Linked DNA regions of Mus musculus: region 1 is linked to region 2. A link is a contact called in public Hi-C data. All regions are on one chromosome and are shown on one strand. Each heading gives the region's core, a stretch centred on a gene start, on an enhancer-like site or on the middle of the called end of the contact. The rest is flanking DNA. Distances are from core to core; before and after follow the strand shown. Region 1 overlaps Masp1 (mannan-binding lectin serine peptidase 1). Region 2 overlaps St6gal1 (beta galactoside alpha 2,6 sialyltransferase 1).

Region 1 (5,551 bases), core at 2,825-5,324, 230 kb before region 2:
CAGGGCTCCTTGCTAAACGTAGATTTTGCACACATGGGCTTAACAGAAACCTCGGGAGCTTTACTAAAGCTGTGACAAGCAATCAATAGCTACAAAACTGTGCAGTCTGAGTTTAGATAAGGCATATCCCTTCAAACATGCAATGTCCTTTTGTCAGCACAAGTCACCAGCTCAGTCCAGGAGCAGCAAAGTCAGGAGACAGAAGGCTCTGCATACAGGAATAGAAGAGCCAGTTGCAGGTACAATATATCACAGTCTCAGAACAAAATCACTCATGCCTTTTCCAAGCACTGAACACATTTCAAACCCTGTTGCCTAAGTGCATTGTGAGATCAGGCTCAAAGTTCAGGGTCCTGTGATCTAAACTGTGTCTATGTACAGATGCTCGCTCACAGTAGGGGCTTCTGTGCAGCTACTCTTTGCCATAGATCTCTGAACCTATGGGGAAAGTTACTTGGCTCACAATGCCCAGTGTCTGGTTCTCCTTGTGGTGTAAGACTAAAATGAACACGGCAAAACCCTCACTGAAGTGGGAAAAATAGAAATAGCACAGCAATCAGCTCTGTGTTGTCTGCTCAAGAACTTAGGGACGTTCCCTGGAGAGAGCCCGCCCTATGCTCTCTGTGGCTCTGGATGATCACCTGGGTTCTGCTTCTGGCTTCATAACTTCACCTTGAGAGACATCCTTTCCTTCTCCCAAGACAGAGCTCAAGTTAGCAGCCAGGAGCTCTCAACACACTTGAACCCAAGATTTCATCTCATTTCTCGTCATCTGTCTCATCATTTCTAGTTGAAGCTGGCACACCCCCCTTGATGGTTTCTTTTGAGCCTTCTAGATGTGAGAATATAGTTCTTTATAGAAAACAACAGCAAACAATGACAAGCAGAGTCGTTTTTCGAGTTGTCTTTTGTGCTTAGAAGAGCACTTCAGAGTCTGTAAGAGTCATATCTGACTTCTGGTTTGTGTGATAAGTTCCAGGCTGTCTCAAGTCCTTCAGAGCTCAACACACAGGTCATAACAACGCAGCTTTGACCTCACCCTTATCTTGCAGCTACTTTTTCTTTCTAGTGGAAGGAACAATTCCCAGGCCCAGTCCCGCCCTCTCTAAGTTATCACATTTCTGACAGCTTAGTGGATACTTGCTTCTTCTTAATAACTACGTAGTGCACAGCCAACAGAGCATGCCCACATGGAGTGCTCTGTGGGTATTTTCTTAGCCAGAGCACCAGCCCACTGTGTTAATGTTTTATGCTACCAAAGCTGGTTTCCCAATTGATTCACCACTACAGAGCTCACACCCTTTTTTTTTTTTTTTTTTTTTTTTTTTTGCAAGAGTCCAATAGTGGTTTCCTTACCATTATTCTAGAGTTCATTATATGAGCCAGTTCCCCAAACCAAGGTCAAAGGACATTGTCCTCTGACATTCCACCATTCAATTGGGAGAGTTGAATTGGAGTCACTGTGAGCATGTAAGATCATGAATGTTAGAGGTCACACCATTTGTAGGGAGAGTTTAGGGGAGTTAATGCTGGGAATGGAAAGTTTGAGGGCAACAGAGAAAACGACCAAGCCATTCTCCTAAAGCCCCAGCACCAGTGGAAAGGTTGACATCTATATAGGGATCTAACTAAAAAGGTCTCCAGAACTCTTGGCTCAAAGACGACAGTGGATCTTTAAGGATCCACATTCACCTATCAGATGGCATTTACACATTCCTGCTGGTTCTCAGAGCCTGTAAGTGGGAAGGGGAGCCAGGTATAGAGTAGAGGAATAAGAAAACAAGTGAGAACTTCTATGTCTTCTCCATCTGCCCAAGACAACCTTTACCATCATGAAAATAGGCTTAATCCCAGAGTAATGGCTACCACCTTCCAGGTTTCCACCAGCTCTTCTTTGGAACAACCCTAGAATGATACAAGAAGGAAATCCTAGGGCCCCAGATCAGCTATATTGTTAATAAGGTATTCCAGCACGGATGCTGATGTCTGCCTAAAATAAGCATGAAATGTTCTTCACGGGCCCAGAGTAGGTTTCAGAAGGGTTTTGGTGTTGGTTGTGAGTGATGCCAAACAAGTGCTCTACAACTGAACTGTGTCTTCCAGCTCCTAAAGATCTCCTGGACCTTCTCAGCTGGATACATCTGGTTTCCTTCCCTAAAGCCCAAGGCTGCCCATTTTCATTGCAGTTCTTATACCCTAGCACTATCACAGGGCACACATTTGAGCATTTTTATTATTTTCCTACTAAATTTCACATCCCCAGAGGCAAGGTGCATGCTTGTTAGCTCATGTCACAAAGTAAGTAATTTTTGAACAGTTTTCATATTATAGTCCGGACAGAAATCAGGACAACTGAGTTAAAAGAAACCAAACTGATGACATGCAGCCACATACTGATGCCCTAAATAACAGTAGCTTACAGTAATATAGTTGCCATCAATAGGAAATAGGAAGTGCAGAGTCTGTGATCCTCAGTCGCAGGGGCCTCTAGTTATAAATTCCATGTTTCACATGATAAGCTGCCTCCACCACATTGGGGTCTAGATACAAGGACAGTCAAAACAGAAGCCATGGCTCAATCTTGCTATACTCAGAGCCAAATGATCTTGCAGCATTTTATAACAGTGGGATATAAATGTTTGCCAGGGTCACCGAGCCTTTTATTTAGCTTATGGCTTGAGCTGTCACTCAGCCACATTCTCTCTGGGAGAAAAACCCATGAACTCAAGATAAGGTTTCAAGTGGCTCTCGAGCCAGGAAAGTTGTTTGGCGGAGTGTCTGTGTCCTTTGTCACGCTCTGTGTCGCATCGCACTCTCTGTGTTGGTGCCTCTTCCCTGAGTCCCAGAACCTTCTCAAAAGCAAAACATGCTATCAGAAGTGCTCAAGTTATCTCTCAGCTCTTCTGAAGTCACTTCCCCTCTGGGTCTCAGCTTCCTCTGGAAGAAGAGAAACTAAATCTCTTGCAGGTCCTCCTCATCCGCAGTAAACTCCACTTCTATTCTGGGCTGCAGGCTGAATTGTTAGGACCTCAGACTGTCTCTTGTCTGCTTCTACAAATATCTCTATGACTCAGTTTTCTTGGCTTTCCGCTAGAGCATGCATCCCTGTTCTCTAGACTGGGGTAAACCTTAGGTGGCGATTGCTTACCATCATGAAAATAGCCTTCATCCCAGACGTTGCAAGGAGTGAGAAAATCCATTCTAGGTCCCAAGTAGATCTCTATTCCAGATTATCTGTGGCCGATTTTGCTTGAAAGAGCCCGTGCCCTGCACACTGCAAAATCCAAGAGGCTGCGGGACTGCCAGGCTACAGAGAGGTTTCTGCGCTATGGTCCTTATTGCTTAAGTTCTGACAGTTCAGTAGTATTCAATTCTCAACTGTGTCAATATGGTTCACAAATAATCTTATCTTCACTAGTCATCCTAGACCTGTGTGTTGAGATATCTACAGGCCTATAGGGCTATACTCTGATGGTACTAGAGACAACTAACATCAAGTTAGAACGCTGGGGTTTTGCAGTTACCCACTGAAGAACCTCGTCCCTTAGTCCTTCTTCTAAATCTATTAAATCTCGTTTCTATTAAATTCCAACAAGAGCAGTGTAAATAGGTTCTAATTTATAGCATATTAAAAATAGGCAGACAGAAAGTAGGGCTACTACTGTACACCAACATAAACCACTTCATTAAAAAGTTGTAAAAACTGCAGAGGCATACAGCTGAGCAGTGTTCCAGGCAGGGCAAACAGTAGAAGGGCTCAGTATCCCCAGGGTCCCACTCTAATGTAGTATAATGACACTTGACATTTGTGATGTTTGAATTCACCCAGGGAAGCTTAGTGTGTTTTACTTAAGAAAATTGTGATTTACATAAAACACTTAAAAAAAAAAAAAGGAAGTGCTCTACCCTAATAGAAAAGGATTTTAAGGATTACTGTTAGAAAACCTTCAGTTATCTGGAAACCCCCATTAACCATGTTAGCATAGCTGCTGGAAGGCAAAGAGTGGCAGTTCAGCTGTGTAGAGAAAGGCACATTCTGCAGCTAGAGTCTGTGGGAGATCGCTACTATCTGCACAGAGAGAACAAATAGCAAGGCCATGAGCTCATCTTCTGTTTACACTTCAGTTCCCGACATTAGTGATTAATTGTCCTTGTGTTTTGTTGCCAGGGGCAAATTGCTTTCCTTCTTATTTTAAATAAATAAACCATTAGTTTCAAAACAGAAGTGTCAGATGTCAAGATATCCTGCCATACTAGGCTTAGGGACACAACAATGGACTCATTAGAAGCCACTCGAGACAGACAGCCTTTGAGAAATTCCTTTTGGTGACAGAAACCATTCTCCATTGGACCTTCTCCTGTAGGTTGGTTAAAACACCAGTGCAGATGTTAACAAACAGAAATATAAGCTTAAAAGAATCAAGTGGGCTGTAAGCTGCTTGGGTAGGAGTAAGGAAGTAGGTTAAATGTGCGTAGTCAATAGCACCAACCAGCTCTTTCCCAGGGCCAGACATGTAAAGTCAGCTTTAGGCAAGCAATAGGTTCTCTCTACTTTGTTATCCAAATTTTCACAAGGGTCCCAGGCCCTTCCAAAGTACAGAGTTCTTTTATCAAGTAGGGAAATGCTGAGTCTGATTTCGGCATGTGTACATGCATGTAACCTCTGGAGGCCTCCAAAAAGCAGTTTCTAAATGTTTCAGGACTACCTATTAAATGTAGTTATGAGTACATGACTTCTTGCTCAAAAAATTTTAATGTCTTCCACTCACACCATTAACATTACCAAAGGTCAACCAGAGCAGGCTGCAATGTCCTTCCAAACACAGTTTCCTCCTGCAATTCTCACCGACTCTCTGGCTCCTCAGAGTCCCCGTAATGTGTCTTGAAGTTTAAGTTCTTCTTAGCAAATATTTATTGGATAAATAACTATGTGCCAGGTTCTAGTCTGTGGGCTGGGGAAATGCCGATTGAAAACAAAACTCTCTTAATGCCCTGTAGCTTTGTGTTACGCTGGGAACCCTTCAAGTCCTGACTGCTTCTGTGAATTCGCTCATCACACTGTTCCAGCCCCACTTGTGTCTGTTGGTCTGAACACCACTGTCCCACAGAACTTTGCCTGTCTTTCATCACCCTGTCTCCTCGAGCTTGGTACAGTGGCAGGCACACACTGGATGCTCTGTGAATGGCTTATTGTGTGGAGTGTCTCTTTTCCCAGGAAGCATGGTTAGCTGCATATAGAATCTATTTGTGAGGCTATCTAGCTCTTTTCAAGTTTTCCATGGAATTGTTTTCAAAGAATAACTCATCCAGATGGCAAAGAGGAGACACACACCAAGTGCCTGCTGAGGAAATCGAACCAAACAAACAGAACTGATCACATGGCCACATTCGCTTACACCAGTCCCATGTCGTCAGCAGATCTGTTCCTAGCTCCCTCTCTTTGAGTTTCCAATGCTGCCTCATCTGCTTGTGGGCAGACCTGTTCTCAGTCTTCTTGAAGAACCCGAGAGAGGCTGACAGGGGAAGGCACTCATTTTATTCCTTTTCACTT
Region 2 (5,946 bases), core at 3,320-5,819:
TCTTGCTGTCTCTGACTTTGGCTTGTCCCTCCTACAAGCCTGTTTGTCAGTACTCCTGGGAGACCAGTTCTCTCATACAGGGTCAGCTCTGGGGTGCAGACAGAGACCAGAAGGACCCTGTCCCCAGCTGATCCTTGGTTCCTGTGAAGAGAAGTGGTGGTCTTACCTGTGCTCACAGGTGTGTAGGGACTCCTAGGAGACCAGCTCTCTCCTGGTGTATTTGTGTATGTAGCTCTGTGGCACAGGATCAGCTCTGGGCATAGGCAGAGACAGGAAGACTCTGTCCCAGGCAGCCCCTCAGTTCCTGTGTCCTGAGGGTTCTGGGTGGGTTCCTCTGAGCAGCAGTGTTGGTCCTGCCTGCACTCACAGGCCTGTCCCCACTCCTAGAAGGCTCCCTCCCTCCCAGTGCTATTTGGGTATGGAGCCCTGTGGCAGAGGATCTGCTACAGGTAGAGACAGAAACCAGAAGGGTCCTCAAAACTGCTTATCTAATAGCAAAATCTAGAAACACTCCCCTCCCCACTTCCAAGTATAACTTCAGTCCTTCTAACTCTTTTTTGGGTATTCTCCCTGCCCACCGCCGCACTTATGGTGACCAACAACTTGTTAGCCAAGAAATGTTTACTTCACTCTACTTCTTGTATAAAGATTCCTATATCCACATAGGCTGACTCCAGACGCTATCCACAGGCAGTCTGCTAAAAATGTCCAAGCTGGACACCTGTACATTTGCTCATTTTTAAACATACACATGTTCACACATACACACACACACACACACATCCATACACACATGCATGCACATACAGCATTTATACATGTGCACACCACACATACACACATGCATGCACATACACATGTGCACACACCACACACACAAACACAAACACACTTTATACAATATTATAGTCCAGCAGCAGGAAACACAAAAAAACCTAACAGTGCTTCATGGAGATGGGATATCTGATGCTGGGAGAGCCCTAGAGTACCTGAGGCAAAGCACCTGAAATGGAGGAAGGGCCTGTGTAAAGTCCTGAGCAGGGTGACTGGTAGGCAGGACGGAAAGTGCTGGACACCAGGAAGGAAGGAGGAGGGAGGAGGTCCCAGCTCAATGGGGTGGACAAGCAGCAGAAAGCCCTCGGATTCCCATGCCACTTCTGTGAGATGTCTTTCTATCCCATCAGATCTGCACACTAGATACCTTGAGCACATTAAACAGACATGGAGACTCAGGTGAGCTCCTTATACGTATAATAAGCTTAGGTTTATTTCAGTCCCAAGTTGATTACCTGCTCATTCTCCTTCCTCGAACTACCTCTGCCCAGCTGCCATCACTCCTGAACAGCAAGCCACATCCTGGCTCTCTTTTCCTTGCTACAGAACCCCGGTGGCAGGCACATATTCCTCAATAGCTGGACACTGTCTTAGTTATTATCCAATTACTATGGCCAAGGCAACTTATTTTTTTTTTTTTTAAAGATTTATTTATTTATTTATTTATTACATGTAAGTACACTGTAGTTGTCTTCAGACACACCACAAGAGGGCGTCAGATCTCATTACAGATGGTTGTGAGCCACCATGTGGTTGCTGGGATTTGAACTCTGGACCTTCGGAAGAGCAGTCGGGTGCTCTTACCACTGAGCCATCTCACCAGCCCGCAAGGCAACTTATAAAAGAAAGCATTTAACTGGGGGCCTGCTTACAGTTTCAGAGGGTTAGTCCACATTCATCATGGTGGCGAGCATGGCAGCAAGCCGGGAGGTGTGGCACTGAAACAGTGACTAAGAGATGACATCTGATCCACAGGCAGCATGGAGAGAGAGAGAGAGAGAGAGAGAGAGAGAGAGAGAGAGAGAGACTGACCCTGGAAAGGGTCTGTGAATTATCAAAGCCCACCCCCAGTGACATACTTTCTCCAACAAGACCTCCTAATCCTTCCCAGATAATTCCACTAGCTAGGGACAGAGCATCAAACCCTGTGACTTCCAGTGTGAACATGGAACCCAAACCCCCAGCCCCAAATCCAATCTGTTCACAACTTCACTTTCTCAGAGCAATCAGAGCATTTCTTTGTTTCCTTCTTACTCAAAGAAGCAAGAGTTGATAAGGTTCCAGGAAATGACATGAACAAAGCCACAGAGCCTCAGTGTGAAGGCCAGCGCCATTCATCGCCCTGTTGCCCAGGGCAACCAAGGTCACTTTTCTGGGCCTCAACTTATTTGCTTATAAAGCAAGAATTCTATGACCAGAATTACAGAGTTGTTTTGAGAATTAAATGAGAAAGGGCCCAGCACCCATCAGTGTTCAGAACAAAACTGCTGATGGACCCTAGCTCTCAGGTGATCCTGGATCTTTGGCAAGGAAATGTCTCAGGATGCTCTTTCCTTGGGCTTCTTTTAGCTATAATGCAGTGTTCTTATTCTATGGAAAGCTTTTGCTGAGTTTTCTCAAGTCTGCAATTGGAAACATGGTCTAGGGTAGGAAATGGTAGCTCTCTCCGGATCCTGGTGGGGAAGTCCCCTAAGTATCTTCTGTAATGAATAACACAGAAGATGAGCCTTGAAAACTTTGAACAAAGATGAGTCAAAAAGGCCCTGTCCGTCAGAGTCACTGATGAGAGCAAAGTGCTTGAAGACCCATGCCATGGCTTCAAACAGAGGCTCAGAACCTACACACATCAGGACAGACCTCAGGGGACCTGAAGCAACGGCTGACACCTGGAAGTGACCTATTCACTGCAGCCTCTGACTGTCAAAGCGACGACGAGGCCAGAAGCCTGCTATTACTTATGGAACTGGAGCTCTTGTGCAAGCAAACCAAAATCCTGTTTAATGCAAACACTGGCCTGCAAACAAAGATGTCACCAACATAAACCTCCTGCTATCCTTCACAGAGGGTCTTCTATCTCGACCTGTCAGATGTGTTTGCCTGAATGGATCCAGTGCCACCAGGCTGCTCGAATGAGATGTTATTAGCCCTCATTTAGCACACTGCTCCACCCAGCTATACCGGGGCGTACCTCGTGGTGGGGGAAAGGCCTGCTTTGGCCTGTGTGCACAGAATACAGGCTGCAGAACTAGCTTCCTGATCATCACCCCCAGATCGTGGTAGCCTGATCCTAAGTGATAGGGTTTACGGAAGACAGTTCATTCTACTCACAAATAGGTAGGAGATTTAGACATTCAGAATGACAACTTGACAATCCAGACTCTACATCCCCTTTAGATCAAGTCCTAGGACGGATGACTTTTTAAGAGACTTTCACCATAAAGTTTATTTTCAATCATAACAGACTGGCTTACATGGGGCCCTTCCATGAGCCATACCTTTACAGGAAAGAAGCTACTGAGCAGTATTCCTAAAAGCTGGGATACTATTATTGCCAGGGCGCCCTTCTTCCCAGCTGGGTTTCTTTTTAACAAGAAATTCAAGGAGGCTTAGGACTAGACAACTAGCAAGCAATGGCGCTGTAGTTACAGAGCGGCATATCTGGTCCACACCGAGCCTGATCATTTAGTCACCTTCCTTGGAGTAGCTTAACTTTGCTGAAGTTTAAATGTGCATGTAGGACTCCACAGAGTCACCAGCACTTGCTTACAGGGGCTTTAAAGGGCACCTTGCACAATACCCAGCTCCTAAAATCTCTGGTCAGAGTCAGCCGCAGCCCTGGGCCTCAGGACCTTAGCTTGCTCTTCTCCGTGCTGCCCAATTAGCCATGAGAGTGTCTGAGACCAGGACTTAAACTCAGACCTGGACAACTGCAGACTATAAAGCGCTGACTCGAGGACTTCCCATAAGCCTCAGCAGCAGGGGATGTGGATAGGCCAACAGGGCAGAATGCCTACATGAGCAGTCTTGGCTCCAGGTTGAGCCCTGGACACAGTTCCTGTTGCTGCTCTTAGGAAATGGCACCAGCCAGCTAGGTACCCCTGAGCACCACAGGGAGGAAAGGAAGTTTGCTTAGGGCTGCCTCTAGCCACTGCTTTATCCTGTCCTTCATGGCTTTCCCCCAACTCCCTTGGGGAAAGATTCCAGTCTCCCACTCTTCCTTCAAACCTGTACTCAGCCCTGCCTCCTGGGGCTCTTCTCCTGGAAGACCTTGGAACTTGTGTTCCCGTCTCTGCACTCCCCCGCAGTGACCCGAGTCAGCTGAGCACTGCGGACCATGGGTTAGGGTGTGGGGAGGAGGCTTTGGTACTGTGCCTGGCCTTCAGATCAAACAGCTTATTGTTTCTCTTCTTTCTCAAGCACTCAGCCTAGGATTTTGATAGAAGTAGTCCCGTTGTGACTCACACATTAGTATGCAACTTAGAAATCATTCTTTCTATCACACAGATGTGTCCCAAGTCCAGGGGTTTCAGGAAGGCATAGGATCTACCTTCTGCTGCTTAGGCGTGGGGTGAAGAAAAAAGCCTTCTTCTTGGGTAAGACCTGATGTGCTGCCGCCTTTGCTAGAGGAAATTAAAAAAGGGAAACTTTGTCCCATTTTAAAGGAGGAACAGTTTACTAAACAGCGCAAGGGGAAGCCCAGCCACAGACAGCGAGGCAGAGACTGAGTCATGTATGAACCTGTTGTGGTCAGGGCTGGGGAAACTGGGAGAACATGAAGCTCGGATCCACTACTAGGAGGCCTCTGCTCCAGGAATCACTGGCTCCACTCCAAGCAGGGGACATCATGCTTTCGACCTCTTTGTTAAAACCTCTTCCTCAAAAATACGTTTACATTACAATTCGTAACAATAGCAAAATTACAGTTATGAGGTTGCAACGAAAATACTTTTATGGCTGGGGGGGCGGGGGTCACCACCATATGAGGAACTGTGTTAAAGGGTGGCAGCGTCAGGGTGGTTGAGGGCACTGGTCTAAACTGTGAGGAGCTTTGGTGGAATGTGAAGTGCCATTGTGGCAGATAGCAGGCAAGCTGTGGCCCTCCCTCGCCCTCTCCCAGCCAGTGTCACCCTGACCAGCTGATGTGGAACTCATTCCTACATAGGGATGTCAGGCTTAGTCGGGGACAGAGATGAGACACAATGGAGAATGTAACCTCCCCGAGAAGAATGGGGACATTCTAAAGGGACACTTGGGGCCATCACATTGACTGTCAGACTACAGAAACAATGGACCCCAAGAATCCAGAACTCCCCTCAAGGATCTTAAACTAGAAGAAAAGGCTGAGTTTCTGAGGACAAGCAGAGGAGAAAGCTGTCTCCTGTAGGAAGGGTAAACATGGGGAGACAAACTGAGAGAACAGGAGATGGAGATAAAGAACTCCCTGTCTAGGACTGCTTAGTTCCGTATGCTCCTTGACACCTATTTAAGCCTCATCCATATTAGCTCCCAAACACCAATTTGTGTTGCTACATCTCTGATTCCCTTCCCAGGCTGTTAGGGCTCAGGAGCTCAGCCTAAAACTCAGCAACAGGAACAACTACAGGATCAACCTGAGAAACACTATGTTGTGTCTAGAAGCACCAAAGTCCCAAAAGGAACCTGAACAATTCAAACCCAGGTTTGCATCCCACCACTGACCTTTACCACCACCACCACACACACACACAAACACACACACACTCAGACACACAGAGACACATACATACACAGAGACACACACAGAGAGACACACAGACACACACACACACAAACCATCCCTACCCTAGAGCCAGTTTCTGAGCACTAAAGCTAATTTCATTCAAAATGGGTGCTGTAAGCAGCCATGCCTCTCTGTTGCTAAACCAATTATCAATGTCTCTGTTTCTATCTTGGTGAGGCTTCAAAGAGCCCCACTAGGGAGCAGGTGTAGTCTGGACCCAGAGGCACAGGGCTGCTCTGTCTCCACGGGAGACAGAAGAATGCTTCCAAATACTTTCTGCCTCCCCTCTTCCCCTACGCCCTCCCCCCTTACCCCCCTCCCCCCTCATCCCACCCCACCCCCACGTTCTCAGC

The links. A called contact is a pair of places that touch in the nucleus more often than the background predicts.
Region 1: a contact with region 2 is called in a Hi-C map of Sertoli cells, with 4 times the contacts expected there. The contact joins two enhancer-like sites. A contact is called at or near these places in 1 of 484 Hi-C or Micro-C datasets (Sertoli cells) and 1 of 115 datasets of contacts at active chromatin or transcription factors (pancreatic cancer cells).

What each region holds. Positions count from the first base shown.
Region 1 is chr16:23,496,269-23,501,819 of GRCm38.p6, reverse strand. The region is part of intron 2 of Masp1 (mannan-binding lectin serine peptidase 1); the gene reads left to right. Among named protein-coding and RNA genes, the nearest start is that of Masp1, 22 kb to the left of the region's middle. Within about 2 kb of position 4,074, at least 93 of the 459 cell types and tissues checked have an H3K27ac peak or open chromatin away from gene starts, as enhancers often do. A contact at or near this core is called in Sertoli cells, where this site is marked.
Region 2 is chr16:23,270,929-23,276,874 of GRCm38.p6, reverse strand. The region is part of intron 2 of St6gal1 (beta galactoside alpha 2,6 sialyltransferase 1); the gene reads right to left. Among named protein-coding and RNA genes, the nearest start is that of BC106179, 48 kb to the right of the region's middle. Within about 2 kb of position 4,569, at least 179 of the 459 cell types and tissues checked have an H3K27ac peak or open chromatin away from gene starts, as enhancers often do. A contact at or near this core is called in Sertoli cells, where this site is marked.